Regions from separate parts of the Macaca mulatta genome. Here region 1 is linked to region 2. Evidence: chromatin contacts called from public Hi-C data. All regions are on one chromosome and are shown on one strand. Each heading gives the region's core, a stretch centred on a gene start, on an enhancer-like site or on the middle of the called end of the contact. The rest is flanking DNA. Distances are from core to core; before and after follow the strand shown.

Evidence for each region. A called contact is a pair of places that touch in the nucleus more often than the background predicts.
Region 1: a Hi-C map of liver shows a contact between it and region 2, with 2.4 times the contacts expected there. The contact joins the promoter of CERT1 here to the promoter of HMGCR in region 2. A contact is called at or near these places in 3 of 14 Hi-C or Micro-C datasets (fetal cortex germinal zone, fetal cortical plate and liver).

The regions. Positions count from the first base shown.
Region 1 is chr6:81,912,424-81,917,106 of T2T-MMU8v2.0, forward strand. CERT1 (ceramide transporter 1) reads right to left here and starts at 2,485. Exons shown (of 17, transcript XM_078004888.1): 1 at 1,968-2,485. The coding sequence starts at 2,063. POLK (DNA polymerase kappa) reads left to right here and starts at 2,742. Exons shown (of 15, transcript XM_078004886.1): 1 at 2,742-2,770.
Region 2 is chr6:81,730,448-81,735,112 of T2T-MMU8v2.0, forward strand. It overlaps HMGCR (3-hydroxy-3-methylglutaryl-CoA reductase), which reads left to right and starts at 3,385. Exons shown (of 20, transcript XM_002804417.4): 1 at 3,385-3,770. The coding sequence starts at 3,734.

The DNA of each region.
Region 1 (4,683 bases), core at 1,235-3,734, 180 kb after region 2:
GGGGGACAAACGAAACAAATTGTACCGGGACTTATTTACATTATTCAATGGAAGGAAAAGAACAAAAGCCGAGTTCTGATCCTTGTTTAAATTACCAGGTGAATATGAAGAATTCAAAATATATAATTTACATTTAAAAACATGCACCATACTCAGTATGAGTATATATATTCAATTTAGAATACCCTTGATTAAAAAGTTTCCAGAAAACACTGTATATAACCATAAATTGGTAAATCTCAGGAAAATTTCCTTCATAGCTATTAGCAAGAATACCAAAAGCTGTATTCCTATTCATTCTACATAAGAAGCAACAGTCAAAATTTAAGTTATTCACCTTCCACAGAGGTGATCAAATGCATTTGTATGCATTTAAATATCGAGATTGGTCTTCCATTTTTTGATCTATAGTATACCTACTCCACATAAAGTAAAACTCAGAGCACTGGTGACTTTTTCCCCCAGTCACTCCATTCCCCCAACCCCCAAAAAAGTAATTATCAGTAGGTCAAAATTACAATTTGTTTTGTAAAATACTCAACACATCACATTACTAATATGGCAGTCAGCTTCCCATCTTATGAGCAGTGATGAAACTATCAAAATCACTGAGAAGCAAGTAACCCACTTCCTATTATCAACTGAAAATGTGTACCTACTACACAATGTGTTCAATAGAGATTCCTAAATTACAGGATACATTTAATGTAAAGAAATCCTGAGGAGCTTCTCGTTACTGAAAACCTTGCATTGAAATTTCAAGAATGATCACAGCATCAATATACAACTAATTTTTCGGCTATACAAATAAAAGTCAACACTTGCAATCCTTAGTTCTGACTACTCATGCCTTTTCTAGTTCCCTTCTCATTAGCTTTCTACAGACATTATAAAAGCATTATATTAAACAATTCCACAAATAATGTCCAAGTGATGTGCCAAAGTATGAATACTGGAAACAGGGTGATTTCTTAATAGCCAGTAGCTGCACATGACATAGTATCTTATGACCAGCTTGTTGAGGGACTGGCCCAGCTCCCCCTCTCCAAGTTAACTGCTAGCTCCAGCCATTTCTAAAAAAGTTTAACAGGAAGGGGGAGAGAAGTCCAAAAGGCTATGTGAATCTTCTTATAGCAAAAACTTAAAAAAAAAAAAAATCCCAACCACGTAATATCAAGAGATCACCCATCTGCAGTTCTATAATGGCTGCTTTCCTAAAATTTTGATACACGGATTTTAAAAAATACATAAAAGGTAAAACATCTTTTCCTTACCCTGGACCCCTTACCGCAAAAAGAGTTTATTATTAAATAATGCTCTTCTTCCTGGACTAAAGATCAGTCTCCTTTCTCACATGTTTCAAGTTACTATGAATATTTCCTGTACCCATCACGTGCCGATTCAATATCTCTATTCTGAACTAAGGTACAGGGTGAGGGAGAAAGTCCTCCACATTAATCTGTCTCACTACATCTAACCTGGCGAGTTCAACACCTCAAATTTCAACACCAAGCTGAGTCGCTCCGGCTTCTGTCGAAACAGCTGCGTCCGCAGTGCCCCCCAACCTACTCGGCTTAGCATCCTCAGACAGACCAACCTCTTTTAAGAGGTCCGACTTGAACCGCTCCCGTGCCCAGTCGTTCGGACACCGCTGAAGCCCAACCCGGATTCCTTACACCCGGGACAGCTGCCGCCCTAGGTCCCAAGGCACGGCACGCATCTGGTCTCCCAAACTGGATCCCCGGTTGATACACCCTTTCCCTGGTCCTCGGCTGCCCCCGACGAGCCCTCGGGCAGCAAGGACAGGCCCCCTATATCCCCGCCTCATCCCTAGTCGCCGCAGCAGTACTCAGCCTCGCACCCCGGCACGTTCCGCGCCTCCCGCCAGCCCCACCCCACCGCCTCAGCGGATTGCCTCGCGGCAGGTGAGTCTGGCCAGGGGTCCCCTGGCACCACCGGTTGCTCACCTTACTGAGGACCCCGCAGCGCTCCACAGGCGGCCCAGATTCCGTCTCTGGATCCTCCTCCGAGCCCGACGAGTTCCAGCTCTGATTATCCGACATGGAGGCGCGACAGCCGAGCAGGAGACCGGCCCCCGCTCCCTCAACTGCGCCGGAGGAGGCGCCCAGTCCTCGGGGTGAAGGGTCGGGGGATGGCGAAGCGAAGAGTGCCAGCTCCGCTGTGGGGGGGAGCAGGAGGAGGGACGAAGTCCGCTCGCCGCGCCGCCGCCGCGCCTGACACCGAGCGGAGCGGGGAAGGAGGACGAGCGGTGAAGGAAGCCTACCCTTCCAGCCGTCAGCCGCCGCCGCCGTCGCCGGGACCCCTGCGTTGCGCCCGGTGCTGCCACCCGAGCTTAGCCCCCTCGATGCCAATTTCAAATAGCGAAGGAAAAGGGAGAAGAAGGGAAGAGAAAATCCGGCCGCTGAGACCCGAGTACACTCACACCTCCGCTACCGCCGCCATCTTGCTGCCTGGCCCACTATTTACCCTCCCCTCCCCTGTCCTTTCCCCTCCCCTTCGTCCTCCCATTCTCCCCTCCTCCTCCCCGCCCCGTCCCCCTCCCGGCGTCTGACGCGACACGCCAAGCGTGCGGGATCCTCCTCCCGCACCCTACCTCCGGCTCTCCCGGATGACGAGGGGTAGAAAAGTAGGAGGAGCGCAGTAAGGAGAGGGCGGGATAGGGATGCCGCTGTGCTGCATTCTGGGAAGGGCGTTGGTTCGTCGCTCGCCCAGCCTCCTGGGAGTTGTAGTCGCGATCCTGAGGTAACGGGTGAGTATCCCGCGCGGGGATCGCTTGTCGCCTTGGGGACTTGTCAGTCGGTGGGTGGGCTTCGTTTGACAGTTGCGTGACCTGCCTCTTGGCCTCGCTTCTATCCTTGCCTTGTGTGTTTATGACGAACCCTCCGGGCTTGCGGGCCAGGACGTGAGAGAGCTTTCTGCTGAAGATGACGGGCCTGCGTTGCAGGGCTGCTTGTCGAAAGCCCGGGAGCGCGTAGCCGCTTCCGCCTCAACCACGGGATGGGGTTTTGTGAGCTCCTAGTGCCAAGGGGGTTTTCTTTCCACCAGACCACCGCTGTAAATCTCGAGGGTCTTACCCATTAGAAGTTAGAATTCACATTTGACGTTTAAAGGAAGAATTTCCTTAGTACCTTCTGACAAGCACGCACTTCGCATTTTTAGATTTCTAGAATTTTCTTTGTGGAAAGTAATTTTGAGGTTGTCAGAGAATAAATAACGTTAGAAAGGTTTTTAAAGTAAAACAAGAATGTCAGATGATAGCCTGGGATTTTCTCTTAGTTGTAAATGAATATCTTACTGAGAACCACGTTAACCATGCCTGCCCCTCAAAGATAGGAAAGTTTGGATATATAGAAACTTTCTCGTATTAGAAATACGAGATTAGGGGATTAGGCAATAGGTGGCTATTTTTAAGACTAGGGTTGAATTAGCAGAAAGACCAAAAGAAGATCTAACAGCTCTTGTCAGTTGTCAAGGATAACTTTGATGGTGAGACCTTTGACTTTGTAGCTTCAGTAATTTCCTCTCGTTAGCTATTTTAATATAGTCGAGTTCCTGATAATTGCCAAGAGTAAAATTTGTTATTAAGCCTTAGAAAGAATACCTTTTTTACTACAAGGATGGGACAATAGGAGCGAAATTTCGAGTCTAAGGGAAAACGCTAGCCGAGTGCCGTGGCTCACGCCTGTAATCCCAGCACTTTGGGAGGCCGAGTTGGGCGGATCACCTGAGGCCGGGAGTTTGAGACCACCCCGTCTCTACTAAAAATACAAAGATTAGCCGAGCAGGGTGGCGGGTGCCTGTAATTCCAGCTCTTTATATCCTGGTTTCAAATCTAGGCTTGATGACCTTTTCCCATATCCCAGTTTCCTATTTTTTACTTCCTCAATGGGGGATTAATTACGATTCTAAATGTTTGGTAGCATGAAGCTAGGTTATCTCTATCGTGGCAGTGGATATTTAAGTAGGCATTGCCAATATGTATCTTGCTTTCTTTTACTTCCTTTTCTGACCATCCACACTCCATTTATATTGATGAATTCTTTTACTAATGTCAATTATTACTGTATTATGCTCATACTGCCATGTCTTATTCTGCAGCTTTGATCCTTAAGGTGACTTAGCATATCTGTCTAAGACTCCTTTATCTGTTGATTTTTACCATTTAAGGTTCCAAAGGCAGCTGTATTTTTGGAAAAGTGGGAGGGAAGAGGTAGATGGGGGTACTCATTGATACCTTAATGCACTTCACAGCTACTTGAGAATATGTCAGATCCCACAAAAAGTTCTAACATTCGAGAATAAGACAGTGATTTCAGAAATGGAATTTCAAAGGGTGTGTAGGCCACCCTTTTTATTCTGTTTCCTGTTGTACAAATGAGAGCCAGGCGAGGAATGTTTCAAGGAGAAATATTCTTACTATTCAATGAAATTGAAAAATATATTCCCTTATCTTTTACTCATATCTGTTTGGTTTATGGGATAAAAACTTGTTAGGGTAGTTGGTATTTCATAGGCTTCACTATAACATTGAAAAACCTTTTAGTCTAAAAATCACACAGTACAGTACACTGATGAACAGTATTAGTGCCCACTCTTGGCATGTACACATGTTCTTTCTTTCGTTTTTATTTTGCTTAGCTTTTGAATTGCTTTTCCTGTTAG
Region 2 (4,665 bases), core at 2,135-4,634:
GCCAGGCTGGTCTTGAACTCCTGATCCCGGGTGATCCACCCACCTCGGCCTCCCAAAGTGCTGAGATTACAGGCGTGAGCCACACACCCAGTCTGTTTCATTCTTTCTTGATCTTTCATTGACTTCTTTGTGAACCAGTCACCTTGGCCAAAAATCCCTAAGACTCTCAGATATGGACACTTACGCATTATCATAGTTATACTGTTTCTACATTATGAAGTGTTTCCCAGAGGAAAATAAATTCCTTTAAAACAAACAAACAAAAATTATTCTAATACAATTTGTTACTACTACCCAACCTATTCTACAAAGCTAGGGCAAGGTCTATAGAGAGGAATGGAGAAAACAAACAGGACCAGTTAAACAGTGAAAGCAGGCTCAGTGGACAGCAGAAATCTTTGTGTGTACTCACTCTTGTAGAGACGTTTCTTCCCAATGTCAAGAGAGGCTTCACCTATTCATTTCGTTTTTGGGAAGTTTTAGGAACAAAGAAGCAGTATTTTTAGTTTTGTTATTGAGAAGCAGGCAGCTGAGACTTTCAGTGCATGTACAATATCACCACTAGGGACTTTGAGATCTTCTGCCAACCTGCTCATGACTTCCTTACCTTTTAAATTTCTTGTATTCTATAGTACTTTAAGATTTCTACCCAATTAAATTTTCTTGTATATCTACATCACCTCCATTCTCATGCTAACAATACTAGCCTTTGTGCCTAGAATAGACTTCAAACCATTTCCTCCTCTTGTTCAAAACACAACCCAAACTTTTCTCACTGGACCCTGTGTATACCTCACTCAGAACACTGACCATGTTATCTGGGAAGGGTTTGTTTGTATATATTTTCCTATTTAACTCTCTGCCTTGAGGGCCTAACCCTTTGCCTATCACAGAGTAAGGCCCTCAGTGAATATCTCCCAACCTTTGGCAGAAGTGGTAATCAGTCATCATATCTGCCAAGAGCTATGTGTGGGCAATTATCATTTGCAATAAGCTAGTCTAAAGAAATTATCCTGAAATTTAAAATTACAAAACAAAAAAAACATTGTGCAGGACAAAGAGAAAGAAAACTGCCAAAGGCTGGAAAATACAAATTTGAACACAGCTGGGAGCTGTAAAGGGAAACAAATAAGTACAACTCTTCATTGATATTATGAAAAGTCTTTTGTAATGAAGCATCAGCAAATTAAACAATCACATAATATGTACTAATATAAAATAGTGCATATTATGCTAATACAAAAAATAAGACAGTGGAGTGGTTTAGTGTATATGCTTGGGAGCCACATTTCAAAGTTTATATTCTGGCTCTGCTACTTTCAAGCTATGTGGATTTAGGCAAATTACTTAACTTCTCTGTTTCTGTAGCTTCATCATTTGTAAAATGCAGATTCTACTATTGTTTTCCTCAGTGGACTTTTAATAAAAGGAGTTAATATATCAAAAGCACTTAGACAAGTGGCTGACATAGAAACAGCAATGTAAATATTTGTTTTAGTATTATTGCTGCTGTTATAATTCCCCATCTTTAAGCAAGACTCATGACGACTAAAACCAAAAATGTGAAGGTTGGAAGCCTAACATATTTATGTATGTAAACGGTAAAGGTGATGGATTAAGATGGCAATGCGGGTCATTCATTACTTTTAAAGGGGCTCTTAACATTATACTTTTAGGGGGGGTGCGGTAGTTCACACCTGTAATCCCAGCACTTTGGAAAGCTGAGGCGGGCGGGTCTCTTGAGGTCAGGAGCTGAGACCAGCCTGGCCAACATGGTGAAACATCGTCTCTACTAAAACTACAAAAAATTAGCCGGGCGTGGTGGTGGGCGCCTGTAGTCCTAGCTAGTCGTGAGGCTGAGGCAGGAGAATGGCGTGAACCCAGGAGGCGGAGCTTGCAGTGAGCCGAGATCACGCCACTGCACTCCAGCCTGGGTGACAGAGCAAGACTCTGTCTCAAAAAAAAAAAAAAAAAAAAAAAAATATATATATATATATATATAAATATACAAATTTTATATATATATGTGTGTGTGTGTGTGTGTGTGTGTGTGTGTAAGCTGGGCTTGGTGGTGCACCCGTGTAATCCCAGCTATCCAGGAGGCTGAGGCAAGAGAATCGCTGAACCCAGAAGGCAGAGGTTTCAGTGAGCTAAGATCGTGTCACTGCACACCAACCTGGGCTCTGTCTCAAAAAATAAAAATAAAAAAATTATACTTTTATAAACTCTTTGTTTGAATGGTTAAATACATACGAGGAAGCGGCGCATAGACTTCCTTGGCGCCTACCCCACCCTCCCTTTCTAAGTTGTGTCCATACCAAATTTTGTGATTTATCACTAAGTACAAATTATTAGTAAAGTGCTATAAAGATTCCTTTGAAATACCTTTTGGGAATGATATAGAATTTATTTTAAGACCATAAAACTAGACAACTGGCGTTTCTTTATTGCTTGCTTTTGAACTCATATTACTATTGGAGTTCTCAATTAGGCAGTTTGGGAATGAAAATTTCTAAATCTTGGGCTAAAGCCTGTTTTGGTAACAGCTTTATAGTCCTTATTTGAATTACATTAGTAGGCATGTGTACATTCAGTAACTTCTGAGATATTTGGCCCTTGAGACTTGTAGCAGCATTAAAAATATGACAGCTTCTAGGCTCTTGGTACTTATACACTTTTCTCTCTCTCTCTCTCTCTCTCTTTTGACAAGGCTGCTAAGAGAACACTGCAATCTTCGGGTAGTTCACCTGTTCTCTTTACTGTGCAAGGTTCATAAAGGCAGGCACCATATCTGTCATGTTTGTCACTATATCTCCCATGCCAACCACAGTGTAATCCACATAATGAGCATTTCAAAGGCACAACATTTGGTAAAGAGATATGAATGAAGGTCTTACACGGAAGCAGTGGGGAACAGTAGAACCAGCGTAAGCATTAGATCTGGGTTCAAATTCCAGTTTTACTCATTATGTGATCCACAGCAAGTTGCTTGACAAACTTTAATTTTTACTGTTTTGTAAAATGGGAATAATACCTATTATATAAGGATTATAACAATCTATAATCATTTATTAAAACTAGGGAGTGTTTAGTGTTTTCCTGGTACTGTTTCAAAATATGGGCTTTAAAAATTGAGTGAAATACTATTCCTGTCCTTAATACATTTCCACATACGATAGTAAGGCAAGTCAAAAAATATTACGGAAATTTTATGGGTTTTCAAGGTCGGCAGTGATGATGTGTTTGAGGGAATTAGAAAAGGAGGTGGTATATGAAAAAGCCCTTAAGGGATATTTAGGATCTCAAGTTTAAATGGGTAGGCATATCCAAGGTAAACAAAGAGAACATAAGCAGGGAGGTAAAAAGGTACTGAGTGTGACTGAAGAAGGGCCAGTTACTCCTGGTTGAACTGTAAGGTTCGCACAGGAAAGTAGAGATACGTCAGAAATGTATGGTGGGGCCATATTAGTGGTGACAGGTTCTTTCTTTAATCCAGTAGACAATGAGAAACGCTGATCTGGGTCTATGGCATAATAGGAAGTAGTATGCCACATACTGCGTGTGGGAGTTGTGCAAGAGAGGTTGGAAAGTGAATGCGTCCAAGACTGGGAAGACCAGTTTGGAGAGGCTATTGCACTGTTTTAAGTAAGAGATAATAAAGCCCTGCACCAGGTGGAGAGCAGAAGGAACGCAGAGAAGACGCAGGAGAGGCACATTTCAGAGAGAATCCAGCATGCAATGGATGTCCTACACGAGACAGAGAGATGCAGGTAACCGGAGCCATTTACACTAACGGGTAAATCTCGGGAAACCGCTGGTTTCGGCTACCGGCCAGTTATAGGTTTGAGGTGCCCGTCGCTGCCACCTTCCCTTTTTTATACTCCTCTTTTTTTCATGGCCGCCTCCACTTCCCTCCATCTCTCCCGCGCTAGTAACTGAGCTTTCAGTCATCGACCTGACCCTGCGTTTTCCCTCACGCTCAATTCTGCTTCCTATAACTGCCTCCCACTGTACTCTCACAGCCAGGACGACCACGGGTCAGGCCCTGGGGCTGTGGGACACTCCACCCGCCAGGTCCCCTATCGCCTTCGCCTAGGCAGCTGCCATGCTTGCGCCCCCACGGCTCTAGGGCCAATAGGCAGGCCCTACTGCTGGGACTCGAACGGCTATTGGTTGGCCGGGCCGTGGTGAGAGATGGTGCGGTGCCTGTTCTTGGCCCTGCAGAGAGCTGTGGGCGGTTGTTAAGGCGACCGTTCGTGACGTAGCGCCGTCAGGCCGAGCAGCCCCCAGGCGATTGGCTAGACAATCGAACGATCCTCTTTTATTGGTCGAAGGCTCGTCCGGCTCCACGCGTGCGTAAGGCGAGTGTTCCTTCCGCTCCGTGTCTCCGTTGACTGGAGACGGGCGGAGCACCGGCGCCGGGGTTTGGTGGCCTCTAGTGAGATCTGGAGGTGAGGCGGGTGGTGGCCGAGAAGCGGGGCCGGGGCGGCGGGGAGCGGGGCGAGATGGGTGGGAGCGGGGTTTGGGCTATTTTGGTGGCAATTCTGGAGCTTCCCTCGGCCCTGGGAAGTGGCTGCCGGCAGCTCCTGCGGACCTGGAGGGTGCTGCGGTTGCGCTTTGTTGGTGTGGCGGCCCGGACCCGCGGGGACTGCAAGGAATGTCCTT